Linked DNA regions of Mus musculus: region 2 is linked to region 1. A link is a contact called in public HiChIP or PLAC-seq data. All regions are on one chromosome and are shown on one strand. The core of a region is the stretch at or near the end of the contact, and the rest is flanking DNA. Distances in the headings are between cores, read along the strand shown.

Region 1 (6,631 bases), core at 3,080-5,579:
AAACAAGACTGTGCTGGGGCCTCAGTGTGTGAAGGAGGGCCTTTTCCAAAATACCCGCCTATCTGGATACATGTCAGAAAATGCAGTAACTGCCCTTTCTGAGCCTACAGTTTGTCCAGCAACTGCAACTTGAAATCACCATTACACTAACTGCTCATATTTTACCCTAGCTCTTTCATAGTCTTAATCTTTTTATATCTCACTCAAATAAGAAAGGCCACGCCACGACTGCACTAATGTCCACGTGTGGACCACTAGCTGCAGCACACTGGTGACTGTGCCATCACCACCATCCATTGCACTGCCCGCTAATTCAGACAACCCAACAGAAGGTGCTTGTTCCCCACCCCTAGCTTCATGGTTGTGCTCATGTTGAATCTAAGTATATTTGAGCTCCTTAGCCCCCAGCTATTGCCCTCCTACGCTCCCTGCAGCCCCAGCTCCAGCCCAACCCAGAGTACTGGTGTTCTTGCCAATGAAGTTTAACCAGAGCCTCCACCAACACACACCCTCCTCCTGTGGGCTCTGAACTGGCAGTAAGACAATGGGACATGGCCACCCACGAGGGACTGAAGGCGCACGTCCATGCCCTTCCTCACCTCAGTGTGCCTGATGGTCTCTTCCAGCTCACAAATCTGGGTCTGCACAGTGTCCTGGTTTCCCAAGATGTATGCCAGGCTCTTTGTTAGCTTATCCTAAGGGCAAAGAAAGAGGTGGGCATCATCCTGGCTCTGCAAGAAGCAAGTCAGTAGGAGGTGTGTGGTGGTGTGCGTTGGCGCTAGGGCTGAGGAGGTAAGGGGTCTTTACCTTGAGGGCCTGGTAGGCACTGAGCACTGGTGTGATCTTGTGCCCACTGTGGGTACGCCGTACTCTGCAGAGTTGGCACACCAGTCGTTGACATGTCTTACAGTAGTGGGTCACCTCTTCCTTGTGGTCTGGACACATCAGACCCTAGGGATGCAAAAAATAATGAAACAGTCAGCCACTTGTGTGTGTAAGGATGCTGATCTACCAGCAATTGCTTGCCGGTCATCTCCAGCAGTCAGATGAGAAGGAAGTGGAAATAGCGAACCAGTTATTGTGCTCCCTAGCGCCACCCAATGGTGAACACTAGGCATTAAAGCATTTGTGAGCTGACCAGGCCATGGCCTAGCACTGCTCCTTCATTTACTTCCTAAGTTCATAGTATAACAATGGTGATAGAGTTCACCTTTGTTCACCATTGCGCCCAATTCCTAGAAAAGCATCCTGCATAGAAACAACTTTTTTTTTTTTTTTTGTTAATAAACAACTTTTCTGAGGCAGAGTTTTCCTGTGTACCCAGGCTGGCCTTTAACCTCCAAGTCTCTTTATTTACCCTTCCAAGTGTTGGGGGCTCAGGCATGCGCCACCATGCTTAGCCAGATAACGAACATCTCCTGTGATCCTATCAACAGTCCTGCAGGTATAGTTACAGCAGAGTAGATTCTCTCATCTCTATGCAGCTGGTGAGATGAGAGTCCCATAGATGTTGAATCTTCTGTTTAGTGGATGTTAGAGACACGGACTGATAGACAGCCCGATCTGACGGTGCGTGTCCGTAATTCTAGTGCTCAGGAAACCGAGAAAATGGGATTTCCATGAGTTCAAGGCTAGCCTGGGCTATATGGCAAAGCACTGTCCTGTTTTTTTTTCTTAATATTTTATTTTGAATTATGTGTATGTGTCTATGTGTAGAAATGTGCATGTAAGTGCAGGAGACAGAAGAGGCCAGAGGTGATGTACCCCTGGAGCTGCAATTACAGGGAAACAAATGTGATTCTCTGGAAGAGCTCTTAATCAGAGAGCTGCCTCTCTCCAGCTCTAAGACCCTGTCTCACACGTGCACGCGCACGCGCACGCGCACACACACACACACACACACACACAAAACCTTACCTAGCCCTCTTTAGAACCCCACATGCCAGTCATCTCCAACCTCTGGTTCAGCACCACTGTAGCCCCTCCCACTTCAGACCCCCGCAAGAACTGGCTCACCTTGGGGCGGAATGAAAGAGTGGGTAGCGTGGGCTCATGCTGCGCCTTCTGAGTGCCCCAGGGGTGGAAGAGCTTGAAGCATTCGTTACAGAAGGTAGCTCGACACTCTGTGCAGCCCTTGGTGGCCTCTAGTGGTGGGGGCTTGCACAACTGGCACAGGATGGCTCCTCCCACACTCACACTCTGGCGGTACCTCTCCACCACTCGCTCTAGGGTCAGGTTTCGGAAAAGCCCGGAAAGGCCCCTCTCCCCCAGCTCCACATCGCCTTGGCAGGCTGGGCACGGGAATAGGATCGTCTGGGGGTGCAAGGCACCACGCTTCCGCCCAGGGTATGTCCCAAAGCCTGTAGATGGACCCAGGAGGCACAGGTGAGAATTACAGCTGGCTGGGGTGGGTGACATCTGATCAATTAAAACGTGGAATTAATTTCATTGCGCCAGAGATCAGCTCTCATTAGAATTTCAGACAAGCAGTAAGAAGCTCCACCCCAGAATGACAGACAGATGCCCCTGACCCTCTTCCATCTTTCTACATCCCCACCCCATCCCACAGGCCCCAGCCCCACCTGACTTAAGGAGCCGGTCCAAGCGATCTGGCTTGGGGAGAGTTCTCCGAGAGAGGCGGGGGCTGCGGGTAGAAGGGGTGGAAGCAGGAGAAGTGGGCTCCGAACTCGGATCCCCACCATGGCCTATGTACCCCTGCTGGCCCAAAACCTCCCGGGCACAGGCCTGGCACACGTTGTGGGTACAAGGCAGCACTAGTGGCTGCTTGTACATCTCTTGGCACACTGGGCACAGCAGTTCCTTCTCCATGTTCTTCATGCTTGTCTGTGGAGGGACCAGGAGGTTGTGTGAGAGCTAGGACACTTGGGCAAATCTCAGCCCGGTCCCTTGGCTGCCAGGAAGGGCAGCACAAGCTACCTACTGCTTTGGCCCAGTACCCGCCTTCGTTGGTTCACACACCTCCCCAGCTCTCTGTCTCCTGCTTCAGCGCCCCTCTTGGGGAGCTTAAGGTCCACCAAGAAGGTACAGTTGGAGCTCTGGCCTCCCCCACCATCGCGCCCCACCCCCATCACTCCCGCTGCAGCAGTGCTGGCAGGCAGTCCTCCCGCCTCACCTGTCTCCATCCCTCCATCTCTGGATTAATAGCATTTATTTCAAGGGCACCACCCATTCTACAGCTGGGTGTTGTCCCCCGCCCCTTTCTCTAGCAACCCTTAGACGCATGACTGCTCCCCGCGGCCAGGGTGCGCTAGCTCTCTGAACCGGCTGGGCACTGGCCGGCGCCCCAGCACCCATCCTCCATTCTTCAATTCTATTTCTTCCAGTCTCCCCAAATCAACCCATCTCTCTTTGCCTTCTATACTAGAGCTATCAGACCCAGTCTGGTGGAGAAATTCGGCCTGTTTCAACCCTTTGCTCAATCTAGGGTGGGGGAGGAAGGAGCGCCCCGCCTACCTGCCCCCTCCCCACCGGAAGTATCCCTCCCCCTTTTGGTGAGGGGTCTTCTGGCTATTCCCCACCCCCACACCTCACCTTGGTCCCTCTCTTCGCAGCCATCCCGGTCAGGGGCGCAGCTGACACAAAGGAGGGAGGGAGAGGGAGGGAGGGGGAAGGAAGTGGTGGGGGGGAGCAGGGTTGGCACCGCCTCTGGGAGAGACGGGCACGGGTTACCATGGCAACGGGAGGCTGCACGGCAGCTAGCGGGGGGGGGGGTTGGGGGCGGTAGGGGGGGTGGTCGGGAGGGGTCCAAATTGGGAACTGCACCCAGGAGCGGTTTTTTCATCACCCCACCCCACCCCCCGCCACACCTGTCCTCAGTTTCTTGGAAAACATCCAAGCTCACACATGCCCCTTCTCATAGCCCTGGTGCACGCCTGGCAGCTACCCCAAGCCTACCCGCTGGGTCCGGGCAGCTTCTCGCTGCCTACACCCCAGCAAACGGGAGTCTCACCACTCGGCTGTCCCCAGGATCCCTCCACACTTGCGTCTCCGCCCTCCCAGTCATTTCTGTCTTAACTAATCCCTTCTCTATAATCCATATTCTTCCTGGACCCCCACCTGTTCAAGGGTCTGGCTTGCCCCGACCCTTTACATCCCCTCCCTTCCCCTTGACCCCACCTTAACTCACACTGATGCGGACTAGTGCATCCATGATGGAAGTGAAGGTCTGCATATCCTCACCCTCAGCCATGGCCCTACTGTGCCCGCCCGCCCCCGGGTGCCCGATCCTGGCTGCTGCTGCGAACCCGGGGCTTAATGCAGGAGCCGGGTGGGGTGAAGGGAGGGGTGGGGAGGGTGAGATGTCACTGCGCATGCTCCAGGGACTAGCTTCGAACTGCGTCCGTCGAGGTAGGGGGTGGGAAATAGTTCTTCCCACGTGGTTCTCCAAAGGCGGTCTAGGGGGTGGGTAACATGGAGGGTATTTGAGGTAGGAACCATTCCTCCTATTAGAAGCTTGCATCGATTCCTGGTCATACTACTCACATAAAGCACGAAGCTCGTTTCAGAAGAACAACTCCAGGTGGACGGTGCTACATCTTGGGTGGCACATATCTTCGGGAGTTGTTGAGGCAATTATAGTGGGTCAGGGAGGTCTGAGGAAGTTGTACGGGAGATGACATGAATAGCAATGAAGGCACAGGTGACTCTAGGCCATGGGATCATGACTGAAAGATGAGTGCAGCTTGTCCAGAGAGACAGCAGATGCCTTGGCTACAGAAGGCTGGAGACCAAGCAGGGCGGTGGCCTAGAATGCTCTTAGAAGCATTATTTCCTCCTTGCCACAAGAGGGCGCTGCACCCAAGGCGCGTAGAGGAAGAAGTAAAGCAAGTCCACGTTGGCCCCGACGCCTGCGTACAGACAACCGCGCCGGCTTTGGCTCCCCTCTTTCTCCAGGGACACGGATTGGACCACGGACGGGGCGTGATGGGTAACCGCACCGGCGGGATGCCCGGGCTGCTCTAGCGGGAGTGGGCGTTGGGGTGGTCCTCTTTTCTCCGTAGCCTCGGTAAAGCTGACGTGTCCTGGGAACTAGCATTTCCTCCGGACAGGCGGGAACTTGGGTGTGCAGGGCCGGGTGGTTCCTGGAGGTCGCTGTGGGGTGGGGGCTGGGTCACTTGGAAGTGGTTGGTGAGCCAAGCTCCGGAGTGAATCTGCCTGAATCTTAGCCTGACTCTTTTTCTCATTTATAGTAGTCGGTACCGGGACCTCCTTGGCGCTGTCCTCCCTCCTGTCCCTGCTGCTCTTCGCTGGCATGCAGATCTACAGCCGCCAGCTGGCCTCCACCGAGTGGCTCACCATTCAGGGGGGCCTGCTGGGCTCCGGCCTTTTCGTCTTCTCCCTGACTGTATCTTCCTCGCGCTGGAAGGGGAGGCGGGGGTGTATGAACAGAACATGGGCGGGAGTGGGTGGCAAGGGCTTTGCAGTCCCTCTACTTCCTATCTTGTTGCGTGAGTTTCTCCTTAATTACATCACCCAGGCCTTCAATAATCTGGAGAATCTGGTCTTTGGTAAAGGCTTCCAAGCAAAAATCTTCCCTGAGAGTAAGTGAAACTCAATAGTTAACTGGACTCTTTTTTTTTTAAACCTCTCCCAAACATGATGCCGAATTTCCCTGTGCTTAGATGATAAAGGAGAAATACATTTGCTTAACACAATCTTGAAGACAGAAGATGCTTTCAGATTAAGCATTTTATTGGAGCTGGAAGAGAAGCACAAAAAGGGGGGAGGGGAGGGGAGGGGAGGGAGAGGAAAAGAAAGAAAAAGGCCAACCTGGTCTGCTCTCAGGACAGGTTTCAAGTGAACAGTCAAGCCTGGGCTGATGTCTGATAGGCATCCAGGAGAAGGTGTTCTTTGTCCCTGTGAGAGAAGAAAGCAAAACCAAGCCCACTGAGGGATTCTGATGTGGAACTGAGCCCGCACTATTGACTGCTGCTGGAGGAGATTGTGAAGTCTGTGTTCACTGGGATGTTACCAATAGCAGGACCCCTGACAGAAGGAGAATAGAGAATAACCGCTAGAGCTCACTCTCTTTCTCTGCATCCGCTTGTTTCTCTCTTCCTTTCTTCTCCTCCCTTCTGTAGCCCACACTGGCCTTGAACTTCCTGTGTGGCTGTGAATGACTAAACCCTTGACTTGCTGATCTTCCTGCCTCCACTTCCCAGGTCCTGAGATTAGCACTACCTCATGTAGTTTATGAGGTGCTGGCGATTAAGCCCAGGTCCTTGAACATGCTAGGCAATCTCTCTCCCAATGGAGGCACATCTCCAGCCCTGATAGATCAGTTTTTGTGTGTGATAATTCTTGTTAGATGGTTCATATAGAGATCTGATGGAGAATAGGGCTCATAAAACAAAGTCGGCATCAGGACCGAGCCACTTGGAAAGCCACATGCTGGGAAAAGCAAGCAGTTGTGGCCCCGTGAAAGACTCACCCAGAAACCCCGAAGCCCGCCATTGTTGCTGTCTTCACGGCCCTGTTGGAGGTTTCCAGAGCTTCCGCCCAGCAATGCCCAGAGCTTCTGTCTCTTCCACTCTGTCCCATGTGTTTCTTATATGCTGAAAGAAATTGTTGGAAGGCAAAAACCTTGTCTTTCAGCCAGACAGTGATGGCA
Region 2 (6,631 bases), core at 1,744-4,243, 1.4 Mb after region 1:
CTGGAAACTTCAATAGGGCAGGAAGATTCCAGAAACTTTGTTCTTTTTTTGGGGGGGGTGGGGTTGGTACAAGGGAAGAGAGTTTAGAGTCATTGCTATCATCTTTATGGAGGCAAAAGTGGGCAAGATGACCTGGTGAGGAAGGATGGGGTCTAACCCCTTCCCCCCAGTAATCCAGGGAAACTCATATTAAATTGAACTCAGAGTCCAGAGCACTCACATTGCCACAATAACTAGTAGCAAAATGTATTTGCAAAAAAAAAAAAAATTCTGAGACAAGGTCTTACTACATAGCTCTTACTGGCCTGAAACTTGCTATGTAGACTAGGCTGGACTTGAACTCACCAAGATCTGCTTGCCTCTGCCTTTTAAGTGCTGGGATAAAATACATGTTCCCCCATATATGGCAATACTTAGGATTCTTACGGTAGGAATCTTTGAGATAGGAAATTAAGTCTCTAACAAGGTAAAGTGCAGACATGGTGAAGTTAGGTGCTGAGGTGGGGTGGAGTTCTAAGTGAAGGCCCAATTAAGCATTCTTTCCATGTGCATTCTCCAACTCCATGTCTCCAACAAGGCATGCCTCTAGGCCTCTCCCAGCTTTCTCTCGGTGGACAGAGAAGCTGTGTTCTCAGGGGCTGTGGCTGTGCCCAAAAACGTGAAGGGCTGTTGGATAAGAAAGTGGGCTCAGGAGCCAGGCTGCTGGGCTCGTCCAGCCTATTAAACATTCCTTTGTTATTGTCTGTTTCTCCCACTAGATTGTCATCTCCCTTGAGAGGGACTGTGTCTGTTTTGTTTATGCTATACCCCCGATGCCTAGTATCAGTGCCTCTAATTACTTGTATAAACAGTGACTAGCAAGCCTGCCACTCATTAGTCATATGATTCCGGGCAAGTTGTTACCTCTCGGAGTTAACATTTACCAAGCCTTCACTGTATTTTAGCAGTGTTTATTCCATGAGCCTTGCTTGTGCTAACTCAAACTCCACAAGAGCCTTATGAGATGGTTACTATTTTTATTTCCATCAATGAGGAAAATCAGGTCACAAGAGCAGAGATGACATGCTTAAGGTAGCTGGTAGCAGAGGCTTAACACAGATGAGATTAAGTCATTGACCTAGAAGCAAATTAATTGTTGGTCTACTCTGGCCCCTCCTTCTGCGGCCATGTGACCCTCTCCGTCCTGTGTCTCAGACTGCTCATAACTCCTTGCCAATAAAACAGAGTTAATCACAACTCATACTTCCTTCTGCCTCCATTGCCCACTCCCCTCATCCACAGCCTGGCAACCTCGAAGAGGAGATTGTGTCCCAGACAAAGCTGGGTACCGAGCCCAGGGTGAGGGCCATACAGGCATGAGGTTTTTTGTCACTGGCCAGGAAGCCAGGTTTCTCTTCTCCTTCCTGTATTCTTCTGGGTGTTGTGTTTTTTTTTTTTTTTTTTTTCTTGTGGAATGGAGAAGCTTTGGGGTGGGAGAGAACAGAGAAGCAGCAGGAGGGTATTTCCATGTCTGGTCAGTGGTGGTCTCCCCCATGCCAGCTAAGAATGGCAGGGGAAAACAAAGAATAGCCAGAAATGCCAGGCAGAATTAAAATGATCAAGTTCAAACATCAAAGACCAACAAGGAATTAAGCCCAGACATGGTGGTGCACACCTCTCACCCCAGAACTTGGGAGGCAGAGGCAGGCAGATTTCTGTGAGTTTAAGGTCAGCCTGGTCTACAGAGTGAGTTCCAGGATAGCCAGGAGATAGCTATGTAGAGAGACTCTGTCTCAACAAACAAAACGAGTTCCTCTGTGGTTGGAGAGATGGCCCAGAGGTTAAGAGTACTTGCTGTTCTTGCAGAGGACCCAGATTTGGTTCTCAGCACCCACATCAGGGGGCTTACAACTATCTGTAACCCCAACTCTGTGGGGACTCAGTGCCTGTGGCCTTTATAGGTACCTGCACTAATACAGACAACACTCACAGACAGACACATAAGGGAAAATAAATTACAATCTTTCAAAATAAAATCAGATCTTTAAAACAACAATAAACCAAACCAAACAAATAAAAACTTGTTTAAAAAACAAAAACAAAACCGAAAACCTCAAGTGATGGCAAAGTCTGTGAAGCTGAGCAGGGCGGGCACCCTGAGGGCTCTGGCCATACCCACTCTCAAATTTGGGTTTGATGATTTGGGGGAAAAGACACAAGATGAAGCCCAGGGCTCACAGAGGTGATAAGTAGAGACTTGATCCTGGAACCCCATGGGGTAATATGCTTAAGCCAAAAAACGAACACTCTGCCCCAGGACTGCCTGGAAAGTCACTCGCCCCAGCACAGAACACAACAGTGGAACCTTGTGAGCTCTGGAGCTTGGGGACATGCCAGCTTTCTCATGAATCTGTGACCCAAGTTCATCCATTATCACTTGGAGCAGAAAGGCAAGAAAGTTCAAGCCCTGACAGCTGGTGGCTGCCTCAGAGAACAGCCTTCTCTCTAGGCTTCAAAAATACCTCCTTTCCTCCAGCGAAATAAGCAATTCACAGTCAAAGGCCACCCAACACTCAGTGCTCTGGAGGCTGGGCAGAGAGGGTGTTCCATGGCCTCAGACTCCTCACCTGTAAATAGGAGCCTTAGCCAGATGCTCCCAAGGTCTCCCCTGCACAGATACTCTCTGGAGGTACACCCTAAGAGAGCCCAAGATGTGTCCCCATTTTGTATTCTTGGTCTCTTCACAATAAAGAGCTCAGTAGAGGGATGTGTGTAGCTGGAAGATGCAAGCAGGAAGCTGTTACCAGTTCCCAGCTTTGGGGAAGGGCAGAGGGGGGAATGAGTAGGGGAGCGGTGCCTGAGACTCTGACTGGGTCTTTGATGTGTGCGTTGCTAGGTGGGCGGTGGGCCTGTAATAGAGGCTACTGAGGGATGGAGGCAGGGGACCCTGAGGGCAGCCTCAGCGTTGACCTACTTGGGTCCTTATAATTGCTCCCTTCATCTCTCGAGAGGCTACAAATAGGGACACCCAGTTGGTAGGCTCCTACAGCTGAAGCAACAGCAGCAGTGGTGAGTATGGTTGCTTGGGAACTGCATTGGGCTCGGAGTTGGGGCAGCTCAGAAAGCCCTCAACAGGTAGCCTGTTCCTGGAGACAGGGTCTGGATATGGGAGCAGAAAGCTGATGTGAGCAGGTGATGGGGACTCAGAGGGTCCCTTGTACACTAAGGAGCTGTAAGGAAGTTTGTTTTGGGTAGTGTGCCCAGCCACGATCTTGTACTGATGTGGGGGGGACAGTAGCCAGCTATGCTTCTGGGGTAGCCCTTAGTGAGCTCCGTGCTTTTGCTCCTTGACTCTTTGCTTCATTCCTGGGGACGAGTTGGGACAGGCCAGGGCTGCAGGAGAAGAGAGGATTCCTTTGAGTCTTCAAGCCCTGTGCTTCTGAAATAGCAACTGAAGTGGCGCCAGGCAGGCTGGGAGGAATCAGAAGGGCTCAGAGGAGCCGAGCTCCTGGGATCACCCCTCTTTCCTCTCCAAGGATCATGGTGCTTTCCTCTTCTGGGAACATGGATCCTTGCTGCAGTGCCAGGCTATCACAGAGAATTAGACCCCCATAATGCTTGACACTTCAGCCCCATTCTCCTACTTTCCTGCCAGCTACAGTCTTGCTAGCTATTTGCTCCCCATAGAGGGAACTCACCAGGAAGAGTCTTGGCTCTGGCTACCCTGTGTTGGAGGACTCTAGTCCCCCGAGGGAGTCAGGAGTGAGTCATTGGACTCACATGGAAACAACTCCATTGCCTCCCTGCCAGCCCAGGGTTCGCCCAGGCTGCATGGGCAATGGAAGGGGACAATAGATGTGGGGTGAAGGAAGGAATTCTAGGAAGTGTTTCCCTTCCATCTCAGTGGGGGACTCTTCTCAAAGCCTTCTGAGGTCCCCCGGGGGATGGGAGGATAGCTAAAGGATGGAGTAGGTCATAGATGAGTAGATCTATGTATGAACTGGTGGACTCTGCAGACGCCACCTGGTCCATGTTTCTGACTAGGCCTGTGAGGCTAGATTATCCCACTTTGCAGATAAGACAACTGAGACCCAGAGAGAAACAGTTCGCTCAGGGCTTCAGAGTGCACAATAGAATGAGGGTCCTCAATTGCAGTTTCTTTGAGTTCAGGGTAGGAGGCATAGTGAGGTGGAGGGGTCCTGTCAGGCCTCACCACTGCCTCTGGCATTAGCCTCACCAGGATCTGGACAAAGAAGCCCTGGGCAGGGCTTCCTGTGCAAGCTCTTACAGGATGACGCTCCAGGTCTCCAAAAGGCAGAGGCTTTCTAGGATCAAGGGCAGCATCACATGGAATGGTGCCCAATAAAAGACTGAGAATTCCCAGGTGTTGTGATGGGAAACGATGGGAGGGAGTCAGAGTCAGAGGGAGGCTCCCAGTTGGGGTGAAGGTGGTAGATATTCTGCTCCTGAGGAATTTATGGTGATGTCAGGGAACTGAAACTTCTGTCTAGAAAAATCACAACAGGCACAGCGGGGAGGTGAATTGATTCCTTGCGAGTCATACCCTTGTTTTGTGACAGTGAGGATGACCCGGCCCCTGGAGCAGGCAGTAGCTGCCATCGTGTGCACCTTCCAGGAGTATGCAGGGCGCTGTGGGGATAAATACAAGATCTGCCAGTCGGAGCTCAAGGAGTTGTTGCAGAAGGAGCTGCCCACCTGGACGCCGGTGAGCACCTCATATCTCTCCCCACTTGGACTCTGCAAATCGTGGCCTAGGGCCAAGCAGCAGCATAGGGTAGCACATGAGCTGAGACACAGGGCTGGGAAGGGGGACTGAAATGGGTGTCTTATCAGGTGGGTAGGATGAGGTTGGCCCCATGAGGGTTTTGGTTTGGAATGGGGCAGCCTAACCATCGGAGGGGAGTGGTGTGGGAAGCTACTTTGGCTCCTTATTCTGGTTTCCTGACCCTGCCTTCTCATCCCTTCCACAGAGTGAGTTCCGGGAGTGTGACTACAATAAATTCATGAGTGTTCTGGATACCAACAAAGACTGCGAAGTGGACTTTGGGGAGTACGTGCGCTCACTTGCCAGCCTCTGTCTCTACTGCCACGAGTACTTCAAAGAGTGCCCCCCTGAGCCTCCTTGCCCCCAGTAGCCTCTGATCCAAAGGTGTACGCTATCCCAGAAGGGCAGGGTCTGCTCCAGTCCTCCATCTTTGTCCTTGAGGTGGTCCTGGGTGTGTAGCCACACCCTTCCCACTCTCTCTGTGGTACCCCTTTCAATCTAGACTTGCCAAGTTCTTGATGTGCTAACCCCACCCAGCTACCCATGAGCTTTCGAGGCTTTCCTAGGGATGTCTAGCTTGTGAGGGGTGGGACAGTAGCCAGCCTTTGCCGCTTCTCTTCTTGGAAGGGAAGAACATCTCTGCTCAGCCATGTGCACACAACTGGGACCGCTGTGGCAGGGGCCTCCTCAACTCCCAATAAAGAAATGTCTTCTTGGCTTACTTTTGTTTTTTTCTGATGGGACACACTGGGCCTTGGGACCGAGTCCTTGTTCCTTTATGCTCCTTACTACTGGAGGTAGGAGGCTTACCATGGAAGGCATGGACCCCCAAAGCGGTGTCAGGCCCTGTAGAAATGCACACATTTCAGGAGGGTAGGGGTAACACGTGTCCTATCAGATGAGACTGGAGGGTCTCTGTCTCTCTCTGTCCCCTGTCTTGAGATAGAAGTCCTTATCTTGGACTTTCAAGGAGGACAAGGGGCTCCTTGGGAGGTACTTCTGACCAGATGCTGCAAGGAGAGTATGGTTGTGGGAGCCCAAAGCCAAACCTCCATCTAACCTTCACTCAATCCCCGAATTTGTACCCTATCCTTAGAGATTAATCCTGACTCCCCCTTTTACCTATTTCCTCTTTAACTCTCTTCTTCAAGCTGAACATTCAACCCCGAATGCTCCTGTCATTCCTCAATATCCTTACTCCAGCTTCCATCCATTCGAAAACCTCCAGGCCACACTGCCACCCTAACTCCATCATGGCCTCCTAGGTATAGCTCCTACTTCATACCTGGGGTGGTCCCAAGGTCCCTCCTGACTTGCTAGCCTCTATCCTGGGTCTTCCTGATTGTGACAAGAAGCTGTTTAGGCTGGAGGGAAGTGCTGACATTGTCCCACTGGCTGGGGTCACCTCCTTCGTTCCTGGGCCACATATTTCCAGGGCAGCTCCTTATCCCTTGCCCATAACATCTCCATCTCCTTTCCTGTGGCCCACACCTCATGTCCAGGTTGCCCGTTCTCAAAGCTTCCTAAACTTCTGGCTGAGCTGTGGCTGCTTGGTGGTGTCCACCCCATCCAAGTCTCTGCCGTGCCCACTGGAGCTCACTCACTACTTGATTGTGCCTGCTGGGGAGGGAGCAGGAAGCCTGGTTCCCAGACTGGGCTGGTCGAGGGTGCTATGACATTTACTACATCAACCAACAGCAAGAGCACAGTATCCATGTTCCCCCATCCTCTGCATGGGCAGGGCCTGGCAGGGTATAAATAGGTCAGATTGTTGGGCTCTCCCCAAACCTCTCTATTCAGCACTTCCTCTCTCTTGGTCTGGTGAGTTGTGTTGGTCTGATAGCACTGCTAGCGGCATTAGAGGCT

What was found. HiChIP or PLAC-seq counts read pairs in DNA pulled down with a chosen protein or histone mark.
Region 2: a contact with region 1 is called in an HNF4G HiChIP or PLAC-seq map of pancreatic cancer cells. The contact joins the promoter of S100a3 here to the promoter of Trim46 in region 1. A contact is called at or near these places in 1 of 39 promoter capture datasets (pre-B cells) and 1 of 115 datasets of contacts at active chromatin or transcription factors (pancreatic cancer cells).

Annotation. Positions count from the first base shown.
Region 1 is chr3:89,241,568-89,248,198 of GRCm38.p6, forward strand. Trim46 (tripartite motif-containing 46) reads right to left here and starts at 4,330. Exons shown (of 10, transcript NM_183037.2): 1 at 4,148-4,330; 2 at 2,583-2,844; 3 at 2,017-2,360; 4 at 808-951; 5 at 600-695. The coding sequence starts at 4,210. It overlaps Krtcap2 (keratinocyte associated protein 2), which reads left to right and starts at 4,871. Exons shown (of 5, transcript NM_025327.3): 1 at 4,871-4,948; 2 at 5,211-5,365; 3 at 5,498-5,561. The coding sequence starts at 4,945.
Region 2 is chr3:90,597,221-90,603,851 of GRCm38.p6, forward strand. S100a3 (S100 calcium binding protein A3) reads left to right here and starts at 2,994. Exons shown (of 3, transcript NM_011310.3): 1 at 2,994-3,048; 2 at 4,560-4,705; 3 at 4,971-5,486. The coding sequence starts at 4,565. The coding sequence ends at 5,135. S100a4 (S100 calcium binding protein A4) reads left to right here and starts at 6,550. Exons shown (of 3, transcript NM_011311.2): 1 at 6,550-6,586.